Regions from separate parts of the Mus musculus genome. Here region 1 is linked to region 2. The links are chromatin contacts, called in public Hi-C maps. All regions are on one chromosome and are shown on one strand. Each heading gives the region's core, a stretch centred on a gene start, on an enhancer-like site or on the middle of the called end of the contact. The rest is flanking DNA. Distances are from core to core; before and after follow the strand shown. Region 1 has its middle 48 kb from the start of Gm30998. Region 2 overlaps Sdk1 (sidekick cell adhesion molecule 1).

The links. A called contact is a pair of places that touch in the nucleus more often than the background predicts.
Region 1: a contact with region 2 is called in a Hi-C map of cerebral cortex, with 3 times the contacts expected there. The contact joins two enhancer-like sites. A contact is called at or near these places in 1 of 39 promoter capture datasets (embryonic stem cells), 1 of 15 datasets of contacts at CTCF or cohesin (embryonic stem cells), 29 of 484 Hi-C or Micro-C datasets (the HL-1 cell line, cerebellum, cerebral cortex and 6 more) and 1 of 9 other capture datasets (embryonic stem cells).

What each region holds. Positions count from the first base shown.
Region 1 is chr5:142,312,350-142,318,678 of GRCm38.p6, reverse strand. No RefSeq gene overlaps it. Among named protein-coding and RNA genes, the nearest start is that of Gm30998, 48 kb to the left of the region's middle. Within about 2 kb of position 4,563, at least 30 of the 459 cell types and tissues checked have an H3K27ac peak or open chromatin away from gene starts, as enhancers often do. A contact at or near this core is called in cerebral cortex, where this site is marked.
Region 2 is chr5:142,072,711-142,079,613 of GRCm38.p6, reverse strand. All of the region lies in intron 22 of Sdk1 (sidekick cell adhesion molecule 1), which reads right to left. Among named protein-coding and RNA genes, the nearest start is that of Gm52792, 59 kb to the left of the region's middle. Within about 2 kb of position 4,648, at least 34 of the 459 cell types and tissues checked have an H3K27ac peak or open chromatin away from gene starts, as enhancers often do. A contact at or near this core is called in cerebral cortex, where this site is marked.

The DNA of each region.
Region 1 (6,329 bases), core at 3,314-5,813, 240 kb before region 2:
CATCTATACAGGGCCTACGTATCCACACAATGTTCGCCGAGGGTCCCAGAACTGAAGCTCCAGGCATCCCAAGGGCGACTGTATTACTGGGATTTAAATACATCGAGGAGGATGCATTTGTGGGCGATCTTGAGCTTAGCCAGGCTCAAGGACATCTGCGTAAAGGAACAAATGTCCAAATGATGCTACTTAGAGAGAAGTCCCTAGGCCAGGAAGATGGCTCAGTGGGCAGAGCTCATGTAAAGTCAACATGATAGTGCATACCTGGAATCCCAGCACTTCTAAGGCAAGATGGAAGGTGAAGGAAGGCAAGAGAATTCCTGGAAACATATGGGCAGGGTAGCCTGGTGTACACAGCGGGGCAAACAAGAGACCTGGGCTCCACCAAGGGGCAAGGACATGATTGACAGCTGAGCTTTTCCTCTGACCTCCACTCATGTGTCATGGTAAGCATGCACCCCTACTCACAGGAACACACACACACACACACACACACACAGTGTACACACACAGATAAAAAGTAAAAATAAAATACAGTACCTAAAAAAAACATCCCTTCAAGGGTAAATTTTCCGGTCTTGAAAGTCACTTTAAGATGAAGCAACGTGAGACTTAGTCTGTCCCTCAACGAGGGCAAACAAGCTAAATAGACTTTTCTAAAGTGCTGCTGGGACTCTGTCATTGCTATTCGGCTTGTCACACAGCTCTGTCAAGAAGCCTAAATTTAGATGGTTCCTTGTTCGGAAACCAGGACATTCCGTTTTTGTCCGAAAAGCAATGACACAGAATTGAATCCTGTTCAGTTGCTGTTAATTCATAAGACATTTGGATCCAGCTGAAGAAATAGAGATGTTAATTGCATTGTTATTTATAGTAGCGTAAATTAGAAAAAAAATCTAAGTGGTAAAAAAGGAGAAAATAAACTGTGGTGTAGTTAATCAAGGAATATTATGTGAACATTAAGAAGGATGGTCAGGCCGGGCATGCCTTTAATCCCAGCACTTGGGAGGCAGAGGCAGGTGGATTTCTGAGTTTGAGGCCACCCTGGCCTACAAAGTGAGTTCCAGGACAGTCAGGGCTACACAGAGAAACCTTGTCTTGAAACACCCCCCCCCCCAAAAAAAAGGGATGGTCATGGGGTTGGGAGATAGATTAGTCAGTGCCTTAGAATCCACATTGAGAAGAACCAGACAGGACTACTAATGCATGCTTGTAGTGCAATGATGACCACTGACCAGCCGACCTAGTCAAAAAACAGCCATCCCAGGTTCTAGTGCGAGACCCTGTCCCTAAAAATAAAAGAGTATTACTTTAAGGAGCAACATCTGAGATTGACCTCTGCCCCCGACCCCCCCCCCCATAAATAATATTAATAGTAACAATAATAACATTGAAAATAAAACCATAGGTTATTTATGGTGATCTATGCCTTACATGCAATTCTAGTACTTGAGAGGCTGATGCAGAGGCTGATATATGTTTCTATATATTTATATCTATATCTACATTTATATCTACATCTAAGTTTACATCTGTATCTATATCTGTATATATCTGTGCATGTACCTCAATTGCACGTGGAGTTCAGAGGACAACCTAAGGAAATTGGTTCTCAAACTAAACACAGCACGTGCCTTTGATCACTGAGCCACGTCATTGGACCCAAGTTGCAATACTGTTTATGGAGGAAAATTTTTTGTGGCTTTCCAGAGTAAAGATTTTGTAGTGTGAGATCACTTGAAGTGCGTTTAGCAGGGACGAGTGATGGAGATATCAGGAGGCAGCGTTGGGATTCAGGGTCCCAGCAACATCTCTGGGCTTGGAGGACACCCAAGCCACTTTAGTTTTTGTACACACAGAGCAGCAATCTTCCAGTTAGGCATGGTGACGTATGTATTCAGCATTCAGGAGGCTGAGGCAGGAGAATCACTCAAGGTCAGCCTGGGCTACATAGTGATGTCTTGTCTCGACACAAAACTCACTAGAAAAAAAAAATCTATGCTGGGAGAGTTCAGTCACTAATGTGCTTGCCATGGAAGTGTGAGGACCTGGAGTTCAGTGTCCAGTAACCAGGTATGATGGTCTGCCCTTGTAATCCCAGAAATGCGGGCGGGGGGGTGGGGGGCAAGGAGGCGGAGGCGGAGGCGGAGGCGGAGGCGGAGGCGGAGGCGGAGGCGGAGGCGGAGGCGGAGGCGGAGGGATCCCTAGGCTAGGAGGCTCTGCCAGTTTAACCTCGCTGACAAACTCCAGCATGCACCGCTATGCCCTGGCTTTTATATGGGTTCTGGGGACTGAACTCAGGTCCTCATGCTTGTGCAGCTAAAACTTTACCGAATGGCCAGGTCTCCAGAGCCAGAGGCTGCCTCTTGTGCTGACCACGCAGTCTGGTCAACTGGGTGGCAAAGGTGGCAGGCTGGGTTCTCACACAACCCCCCACCCCAGCCAGGCCAAAGGAAGAGATCCTGGCCCTGGCAGAGGGTACTCAGTGGGCTGCTAAGTACTGGCTATTGTTCAGCTGGCAGGTGTGAAGTCTGACTGGGATTATGTCTCTCTTGTGGTCTCTGCCATGTCTTCTTCAAGCGTTGCTTATCCTTCATGACCGTCTGTCTTGACCCAGACACTTTCGTGTCTGCCGAGGTCATGTGACCCTCTGCATGGGCTGTAGAACTGAGAGGAGACTCAAGATTGCACTGCTCAACTGGTGATGAGTGAGAGCTAAGGTCAGTATTGCATTTAGCCATGAAAAAAGATGGCAGGAGCCTGGTCTCTTTAGATGCTGGGAAGGACTTGTGAATGGGTGAACACTGAGTTGAAGAAGTGTTTAGGGTTCTCTAGAGGAATAGACCCGGCAGAGTGATTTTACATTAAAAGAGGGATTTGCTAGTTGGCTTACACAACAGAGGCTGGGTAGCCCATCCCTGGCTGGCTGTATGCTGAAGAAATGGAGAACAAAAACACTCACTCTGTGAGTCTGCTGCTGCCGGCCTGGATGATTCCTGGTGAGCTGCTGGGCTTCAGTCCATGTTAGAAAGTGGAAGATGCCCGGTTCCGATGTTGGGTGTAGGGTGGCGGCACAGCCATGGTGGCAACAGGATAGATGCACTCACGAGCCAGAAGATGAGACAGGCAAGTGAGCAGCTGTCTTCCCTGCAGACCCTGGGCGGTGCCACCCATTTACCCCACCCCCAAGTCAATCTTTCCTGCTAACATCCTCAAAGACCCATCCAGGGTGTGTGTCTTAGCTGATTCCAGATCCAATTAAGTTGACAGTCAAAATCTAAAACTTCCTCGGTATCTGCCTCGGCTTCTGTTACCTCTGCCACAACCCGTAGAACTTCAGGCAAAAGAGAATAGTAGGCTTGGGAATTGTGTAATGGTTCAGTGGGAAAAGGCACTTGTCGCCAAGCCTCAGGACATGAGGGGTTCTAGAAAGAGAAAACTCATGACACAAAATAAGTAAGTGTGACAGAAGGAGAATAGGCTCATCTGGCAGTCAGACAAACAAATGACATGGAGACAGACAGACAGATAGAAACACACACACACAAACAGAGAGAGAGAGAGACAGACAGACAGATACACACACACAAAGAGAGAGAGAGAGCGAGTAAAAGTGATAACATTGATGGATGACATTTGAGCAAACATTGTATTTGATTAGAGAAATAAATTAGTGTGCTGGTGGTGTATGTGTGTAATCCAGGTGCTCACTCAGGAGGCTGAGGGAGGAGGGTCATAAGGCTGAAGTCAGCCTGCCTGGGCTGGACTCTGAGCTCAGGTTAACCTGAGTGATGTATCAAATCCTGTTTCTAAAAAATTGAGTAATCTAGTGGCTGAGGCCTTTGGACCAATCCAGGGTTTGTTACTTCGTTTGTTTTGAGACAAAATCTTATGTAGGCCAGGCTGGCCTTGAGCTTGCCTTGTAGCTGAAGAAGGCAGCCAGCATTCTGCTCTGACCTCCGTGCGTGTGTATACTTACACACTCACATGTGTGCCACACACATAGCTGGGCAGGGTGGTTCACACCTGTAATTCCAGCCCTCAGGAGGCAGAGGCAGGAGGATTATGAACTCGAGGCTTGCCTGGACAATATAGCAAGACTCTGTCTCTAGACAGACAAATGGATATAAAGCATCAAAGATGTAGAGTCTAAAAGTGATTTTGGCATGTTTGTGAGGAGGGGTGGGGCCACGTTTAGTTTGGGCTACTGCTCATTTGTTACCTCTGTATACCTGCCCTTACTGCTGCTGATCCCACGGAAGTGTGGAGCCCCTGCGCCCTCACGCCTGTTACCCTAAAACTGCCCCTCCACCAGGGATATTCAGTGAAGCTGACTCACAAAAGCCCACAGGAGGAAGTCAGGGAGAAATCACTCTGAAATTCAGGAAGCAAGGCGGGAGTTTACTTTTTTGCAGCGGTATGAATTGCCGGAGATTTCCCAGGCCCTTTCAGCTGTCTTGTCTCTGAAGAATTCTATTTTGGTGCTGGCTGAGTATCCATCCACCCAGCTCTTCGGAACACACTGTGAATGGAAGCGATGCCAGCTACCGAGGGCTGAGTCACCCCTCAGCAGCTGCTGGTGACCACACTGATGGCTCTCAAGGTCTTTCTGTTGTTTGTGACTCGAGTCTGAAGCATCCTCCCACAGGCTCCTAGTGCCTCCTATGACCTCCTGGGTTTGAACACTTGGTCCTCAGCTGCCGGGGGTGTCTTTGAAGTGTCCTGTGATTCACTGATCACACCTTTGGACAAGTCTGTGAGGACATTTCTGGATAGAGTTAGCTGAGGCGTGTGGGCTGCGCTGCATCGAATCCCAGGTCGAATACAAAGGAAAACCTCAGAGGGGAGGAGAAAGCAGGCTGAGCACCAGCACTCCCCATTTCCCTCTCTCCTGGATGTGGACACTGTGTGACCAGATGCCTCGTGACCATGGTGGGTGCTTTGCCCACCAAGATAGACTCTAGCCTGTCAACCATGAGCTAAAATAAACCCTCTGTCCTTGTGTTACTTTTGTCATAGCGACAAGAAAGGCTGCTAATGTAGGGCTGAAGAGGCCCATTTGAACTCAGGATTTGTTTTATTCTTAGTTATATGCACATTTGAGAACCCCCATGTGTGTGTGTGTGTGTGTGTGTGTGTATGCATGTGTGCATGTGTGTATGTGTGTGTGCATTTGTGTATGGTATGTGTAGTGTATATGTGTGTATGTGTGTGCGCATGTATGTATGTGTTTGATCATGTATGCACATGTGGAGGACAGAGGTGTCTTCCTCAATCACTCCTTTTTTTTAAAAAAAAAAAAAGATTTATTTTATGTATATGAGCACACTATCGCTGTTTTCAGACACACCAGAAGAGGGCATCGGATCTCATTACAGATGGTTGTGAGCCACCATGTGGTTGCTGGGAATTGAACTCAGGACCTCTGGAAGAACAGCCATCTCTCCAGCCCCAATCACTCCTTTTTTGAGATGGGGTATTAGAGCCTGAGAAGGTGGGAATAAATCACCATGAAAACCAAGTCTGAGACAACAAAAGTTTCTTTATTCAAAGTCTTGTATATCAGGGAGATGGCTGGGTTCAGGATTCAAACTCTGTCAGCAGGGCAGGACAGAGTAACCTTTTAAAGCAAGCAAGCAAGCAAGCAAGCAAACAAGCAAGCAAACAAAAACCCCCAAACAAAAACAAACAAACAGGAGGGGTAAGAGGTAAGGGCTGAACATTTCCATCTGTCTTTCACACCGGGCATTTAGAGTGTGTTAATACTTGTCAAATACCTCAGATGGCTTTTCTGACAACCGAGTCTGGATAGAGATCAGTCAGTCAGAGCCACTTTAGCAGCTGCTAGGTTTCAGTCCTGACTGGGTGCTGACCAACTAAGCCTAGGCTAAGTTCATGTGGGAAACCTGGGGCTAGGAGCCGTTTCTGGGAATTTGGTTGTTTCTTAGAATTCAGCCTAATACGAGGTGGAGACTCCATACAAGACGGGGTTGCCGAGGCTACCTATGTGTGTGGCCTCTGACAAGGGTTTCTCACTGGTCCTGGAGTTAGATGATTAGGTGAGCCTGGCTAGCTTGGTCCCTGGAGTCTACCCATCTTCCCTGCCCTGTGTTGGGATTAGAAGCATGTGCTGTGGTACCTGGATTAGAAGCATGCGATGTTGTGCCTGGATTTTTCCATGGGCACCAAGGCCTTGATCTTAGGTCCTCATGCTTGTGCCGTGACCACTTTATCTACTGAACCATATTCATCACTCCATCTGATGTTGTTTCCGCGTCCTGGCCAAGATATAACAAGTTATACTCACACCAACTGGAAGAGAAGAGCTA
Region 2 (6,903 bases), core at 3,399-5,898:
CTAGCAAGCAAGAATGCTAGCAGCCTGCTTCCTGAAGACAAGCAGAGGCAGCCTGAGATGTGGGTAGACCAGATTAAAGCAGAAAAAGCACTGCAGATCTGGGAGGGGACCGAGGCGGACACCACATCCCATACACTAAGGCACACACCTGAATGCACCTGCACATGTGTACACACTGGTATCTGCACACACCTGTGTTCACCTGAATATGACTGCTCACATCTGTGCACACATGAGTATACCCACAATACCTGTGCTTGTATATGTATGTCTATTCATGCACATGTACATAGTAACATGTACTTCAAAAGCTGTGTATAGATCTGCATACCATGTAAATACCTTCAAACAGCTGTATGCACTTGCACACACCTGTATTTATCTGAACATGACTAACAGCATGCATGCATGTATGTGCCCATACACACCTGTATATATGTATGTATCCACAGTAGCATACAATTATATATCTATATATACAGTAGCATATGTGTACATACCTGCACACACCTATATGCTCCTCCATACACTTATGTGAAGCTTCACACAGCTGTATTCACTTTCATACACCTAAAGGCACTTGTACACACCAGTTCACAGTGCTCTGTGCAGTACAGCTCAAGGGTAAAAATAAGACACATATCTCCAGATGAACAAGGAGCATACTTCACCATGATGAGGCATGGGACACTGGCACTGGCGTTTGCTTTTAGGTGAACAGACTTCAGAAACACTGTGCTGGGTGAAAGAAGCCTGTCCCCAAATCCACAGAGCATAAGAGACTCTTTTTTGAAATGCCGGGGGATGGGGTAGCAGTGTTCAGTGGAAAGGGGTTGGGGTGTGAGAGAAGCAGGGGTGGGATAGGATGGGAGGGGCGTGGGGTGGGAGGGGAGCAGGGGTAGGGTGGAAAAGGGTTGGGGTGGGAGGGGAGCAAGAGCTCTTGGAGACAAGTCTCAGGTGCTGAGACTCATTTGAAAGAGGTAGAAATACATTCGGAATCTACAACCTTAGGAATTGTCCTCTTTAAAATGGCGAAATTAGTGTTCTGTGAATCTCACCTCAAGTTTTAGCACTTAAAATGGGATGCTGGCCAGAAACACCCGGTAGAGAAAGAGCCAGAGGTCAGAGTGGCTAATGAGCAGCTGGGATTCTGCGAGTGAACAAGGCAGCTGAAACGGGGCAATAAAGAGAGAGAGATGGCCACTTGCAAGGCTGCAACAGGAGAGTGCTCACATCCCCCTTGAATCTTGATAGCTCTGGAGGTCTAGCCTCTGCTCCTGCCACCTGAGCTCTGCAGAGAGGGCCACCACTATATCTTTTATTTCACTGGTCTTCTGTGGCTAAGTGAAGAAGCAGAGGATGTTCACAGAGTTTAATTGATCCTCCGAGTCTCCACAGCCTGACTGAATGCTTTCCCTGCCTGTCTCTGCTCTCCAGGCCCAGCTTCACAAACCCTCCTTGAATGAAGGCTAGTCCTAGGTATCCTCTACGGCCTCCTCAGCCTCCATGCCCAGCACGTTTGACTCTGTCTGTCTTCCATCTTGGCTCAAGGTGGTTCTAGGTGCTTCTCTGACCCTGGAGATGGCCCCAGTAAGGACCTGGTCAGGTGTCACCTGCCATGTATGCTGCCACAGGGGCTGCATGGATCAGGGTGGTGGCTCTAGAACTCAGGGCCATCCTGTCATGTGACCAAATGGATTGGAAGAGAAGTGGCAACCCTTTGAGCTTCAACTCAGAGGAGAGGATGAGGCAAGGCTGGCCATTGAAAGGCAGCAAGACTGGGAGATAGGCAGCTCAAGTGAGCTATTGTCATTGAGCACAGGAGCCTGTTACTCCATCAACAAAGATCAAGCTTCATGCTATCAGGGCCAAAGCCAGCAGGACAGGACCATGGGTCCCTACGTATTTCTCCCCTGAGTCTGCCAGTGTTGTGAGAAGAAGATGAAGGTCTTTCATTTGCAGTTCCCCCACATTGCTGTTGCCCCATAGCTGGTGTGTGCACTACACACTATGGAGGGATGTCTGGTTTGCTATTGGTCTTCCATTCTGCTGAGTTCAACCTAGGATTTCAGGGCTCTAAGCAAGTCAACTGGGACAATGGACTATGACTGAGGTGTGAGCCATGGTCACACATCCCTGACCTTTCCCTCCCCTTTCTGCATGTCTCTGAGTTGGAGGTGGGACAGGTGACTGCCAGGACCAGTGGGTACTATCTCACTGTCTGGCTCTGCCTACCATGTTCCCCAAATCTCTGCTTGTTGTTACCTGAAGTCACCACATAACCTCAGGCACCTCTGTCCATGAAAGTTCTCCAATATGGTTCAAACACGTCTGCTCCTCCTCCTGCCTTCTCTAGGCAACTGTCAGTCCCTTCTAGAAGCTTCCTTAATTGCCTCTACTTTCTTGCTCCTACTTCTGGAAGCCTCCATGAGCACCTGCTCTCTGCTTTACTGCTTCTGGAAGCCTCTAAAGATGGCTACCCCCTGCTCTCTGGTTCCCTCTTCTGAAAACATCCACGAACAGCAGCTGCTGCTCTCCCTCTCTGCACGGGCAGATGTCCCCATCCTGCAACCTCAGGCTATCTCCCACCCACCTCTGTCAGGTTCGGGTCATATTCTTCAACGTAACTCATACAAATACAGTGTGTGTCAAAGACTCATTTGGCTTGTCAAAGAGGGACCCAGCAGGACAGTAAAATGGCTTTAGAGGAGAATATGACTCAAAGTCTGTAGCATCAGCAGGAGGAAGAATTTCCAGGCTGGAGAGATGCCTCAGTTAGTAAAGTACGTGCCATGTAGGTGTGAGGACTTTGGTTCGATCCCTGGGAACTCACATAAAAGAGCCAGAGGCTTGGGATGGCATGTGCCTGTAACCCAGTGCTAGGGAGGGGGAGACAAGAGGATCCTTGCTGTCTAGCCAGCTTGGTTCTAATTGGTGAGCACCAGGTTCAGTGAGAGACCCTGTCTCAACAAATAAGGTGGAGAGTTGACCTCTGGCCTCAATGTGCATACTCATGCAAACACCCACAAACAAGAACACACACACATAATGAAGCGAGAAAGAAGATACTGATGTTGGAAAGAAAGCTGGCTACAAGAGCAGCAAAACCTTAACCTGTAGCTTAGCAACTTTATGCATTAGTATCTGACATGACAGCTTCTGGCCAATCAACACTCAGGAAATCAGATTTCTATAATGCTTGGCAGCCAGCAAACAGCCTATCAAACAAGGCTCCACTCAATACTCGGTACACTTGAGCTCATAGGACAAATCTGGCCCGCCCCTCTCTCTCTCTCTCTCTCTCTCTCTCTCTCTCTCTCTCTTTCTTTTTGTTGTTGTTATTGTTGTTGATAAAGCTTTATTGGCACACAAGCATGCTCCTTAGTTTGTATGTTGCTAATGACTGTGACTTCATGGCAGAGATGCACACATACAACAGAGATCATGTGGTCAGGAAAAGATTTACTATTCAGCCCCTTAATGGCAAAGCATCCACCTGCTTGAGTGTGGCTCCCAGAGCCACAGGGCAAACTTTGTAGCAGTCCTGCCTGACTGTTATTCCACTCACACTTAGGTATTAGCTCCCACTCTCCCCTGTGCCCAGGGGTCCAGTGTAAAACTTGGCATTCAGTCGTGTATATCTAACATGCAATTGATCATATGAATTATTTTTAAAAACCAGGACAACATATGGGGCCGCTGGCATGGGATGCCAAAGATTCATTCTTGCCTAAACCACTGGCTTTTCTTGTAGAACCTGGCAAAGAGTCTTACATTCCTATAACTGAAAGTTTTATGTCTTTATCTAAGGAGACCAGGACTCTTTAATCCTTGCCTGGCTCCTCTGACTCAGTGAACTTCCAGGCCTTCACATTAGAGTGTTCTGGAAGTAAGTGACTTGCTACTACCAGCACACTGGACACAGAGTGAGTCAGGACTCTAATGATAAAACAAATTGAAGCTCCCACAGGGAAGATGGGATTTAGAAAGGCCTTCTCCCCTTTATTCTCTGAAAGCCGACAAACAGTACTTTACAATGCTTATTATAGAAGCTGAAATGCCTGTGTTTCAAACGCCACTCGGCAGGGGCAGGTCCTTCACAGCATTAAGGACTGCATAATCCCTCTGAGGAGGTGGCAGGCTCCTTCAGGAGGGCCAATGGCTTGCCTGCCACCACGTCTAGTCTGCATTTGGCACCAGCTGGCCGGGAAGCGGGACCTATTTGGACATGTGTGTTCATTTAACAAGCAGAAGTCTCAGAGCCTGCCACCCCTGCCAAGCAGTTTCTACACAGCTCCAGTTTTGAGCATGAGACAAGTCTCTTGGTTCAGCTGGGCCTCTGAGAAGCTTTGGGGAAATCAGGTGGCCTACGCAGGATACTGAATGTCCCTGCTAGAGGAACCTGGTGTCTGCTCAGCACCCTACACTCTAAGGACTTCAGTCATTAACTCCATGTCAAGGGTGTCACACAGATGGAGAGGAGGGTACATGGAGGAAGGACTGACAAGGAAGCAGCTGTCCTTTCATTCGGAGCCCAGCAGAAGGGGAGACATCTCAGAACTATGTGGAAACCTGCCAGCCCCACACACCCTGCCTGGCTGAAACTCTGCCGTCAGCAGGAAAACTTGCAACTTCGCAGATACTCAGACCCCGTGGTTTCGGAGTGGTGTCCCTGTGCCTGAGCCAAATGAAGCTTCCCCAAACGAGGGGTGCTGGAGGGCATGGCGGCAGAGGGACAGATGGGGTTTGCATTTCTGGCAAAGGTACAACCCAACCAGGAAGAAACTAGAGGCTTGGGGAGGCCCAAAGGCCAGTTCCCAGAGCAGATCCGGAACTCTTGCAAGCTAATGAGTTGTTAAGGGGATTCTCCTTAGCCCTTGATTGATCTCCGCTGGCAAGGAGGCTGCATGCTTTGAGAAGGGCAGGATTTGTGGAGCTCTTTTCTCAAGGAGGCTGCCTTTCTTCCTGCTTAGTATAGTTTTAGTTTCCACTTGTTTCTTGCTTTACTGTTAAATTCTCTCTCTCTCTCTCTCTCTCTTTCTCTCTCTCTCTCTCTCTCTCTGTGTGTGTTTGTGTTCACGACCGTGTGTGTGTGTGAATGCCCACATACACATATGTGGTTGTGCATGTGTGAGAGGCCATCGGTCAGCCTTGCTGTCCCTCCTGAGGCAGCTGCCTCACCTTCTTTCCTTGCTTGCTTTTTCTTTCCTTTACTGTAGATTTACTTATTTTATGTGTTTCAGTGTTTTGCCTGCATGTATGTACGCATACTGCTTGTGTCCCTGGTTCCTGTGGCAATCAGAGGAGAACACTGGATCCCTTGCCACTGGAGTTCCAGATAACTGTGAGCTGTTATGTGAGTGCTGGGAACCGAAACTGGGTCCTCTGCAGCAGCAACTAGTATTCTTAACTGCTGACCCATCTTTCCAAGCCCACTCCACCTTGGTTTTAGACACAGAGTCTGTCACTGAACCCAGAGTCTACTGAATGTACCATGCCAGGGCGCCCCCTGTAGCATGCACCACCACACCTGATCTTTACACGAGTTTGGAACTGAGCTTGGGTTCTTACTGAGCTGTCTCCCCAGCCTAATGTTCTTATCCTGTGAGTGGGAAATAGCTGTCTGCATTTCCTTCTGGATTCTTCTGGTCCTAATCTGTGAGCTGGGGCTTCTCAGCCACTGGCTCTCTTGGCCTCCCTCTGGCTTTTCAAGCCCCACCCCAACCCCCATCCCCCAGGACTCCCAAATGGCCAAGTCCTTGGTGACAGAGCTTCCCTTGTGGACTCGGCTAGCCCATCGTAAGGCTCCCACATAAGAGGCTGCCTGCCTTTACTTGGAGTATGCTGATGATGGTCTGGCTCAATGAATTTAAAAGAGAACGCCTCTATTCTGGCCTTGGCTACCCAGGTTCCAGGCTAGCAGCCTCTGCTGAGTCTGAGATGCTTCAGGCTGCTGTAACACACACCACAGAAACCATCACTTCCCAATTGTGGAGACTGCAAGCGCAGGACTGGCATGTGATGGTGACAGCCTACTTATGATTGGAACCCTCACATGGTATTAAGAGGTTGGGAACTCTCTGATGTACTATTTTTCATTTTAAATGCAATGTAGGGAATGGAAGCCAGAGCCTCATGTATGCTAGGAGGTACTTCAATGTATGCCATTGAACCCTGGGCCCAAACTGAGGGATTCTAAGCAAGTGTTCTACTAATGACTAATACTCCTAACCCCTCACTGGGGGATTCTAGGCAGGGGCTCTACCACTGAGCCACACTTTAGCCCCCTACTGGGGGATTCTAGGCAGGTGCTCTATGCTCATGACTTATCCCAGTCTGTTTAATAAAGGTATTAACGTCATACAAGGGGGTTCCACACTCATGTCACAATTACCTTCCAAAGGCCCCACTCTTAATATGATCCCTTGGGGGGAGCTCACTATATCCATTGGAATAAACCAGCCTTAGATCTAGAGCACCTGTCTCCTATCCCCTCTAAGACAGTACATCCAGTCACCATTCTTTATAGTGTCCCCTCTGAGATAGCCTCCCACTCCTCTCTTCTCTCCCCTTAGGGGTGCAGCTCTCCCTAAGAGCCCCCTGTCCAGGAAGAGACTTCTCTCAGCCTTCTCTACACAGAACACTTTCTGGGCTTCTGACCCTGGTGACCCTCACCCTGGTGACTCTGAACCCGGTGAAGCTCATCCTGGTGATACTGACTTTGGTCCCACAGCTGAGGTTCATATACCCATTGACCTCTGTTTCCAGAAATGGTATTTGTAATGGTAAGTGTGTAGTATATATGTGGTATGTGCACATGTGATGTGTGTGCACGCTGTATGTATCTTTGATATGTATGCGTGTGTGTGTGTAAGTATAAATGTGATATGTATAATATGTGTA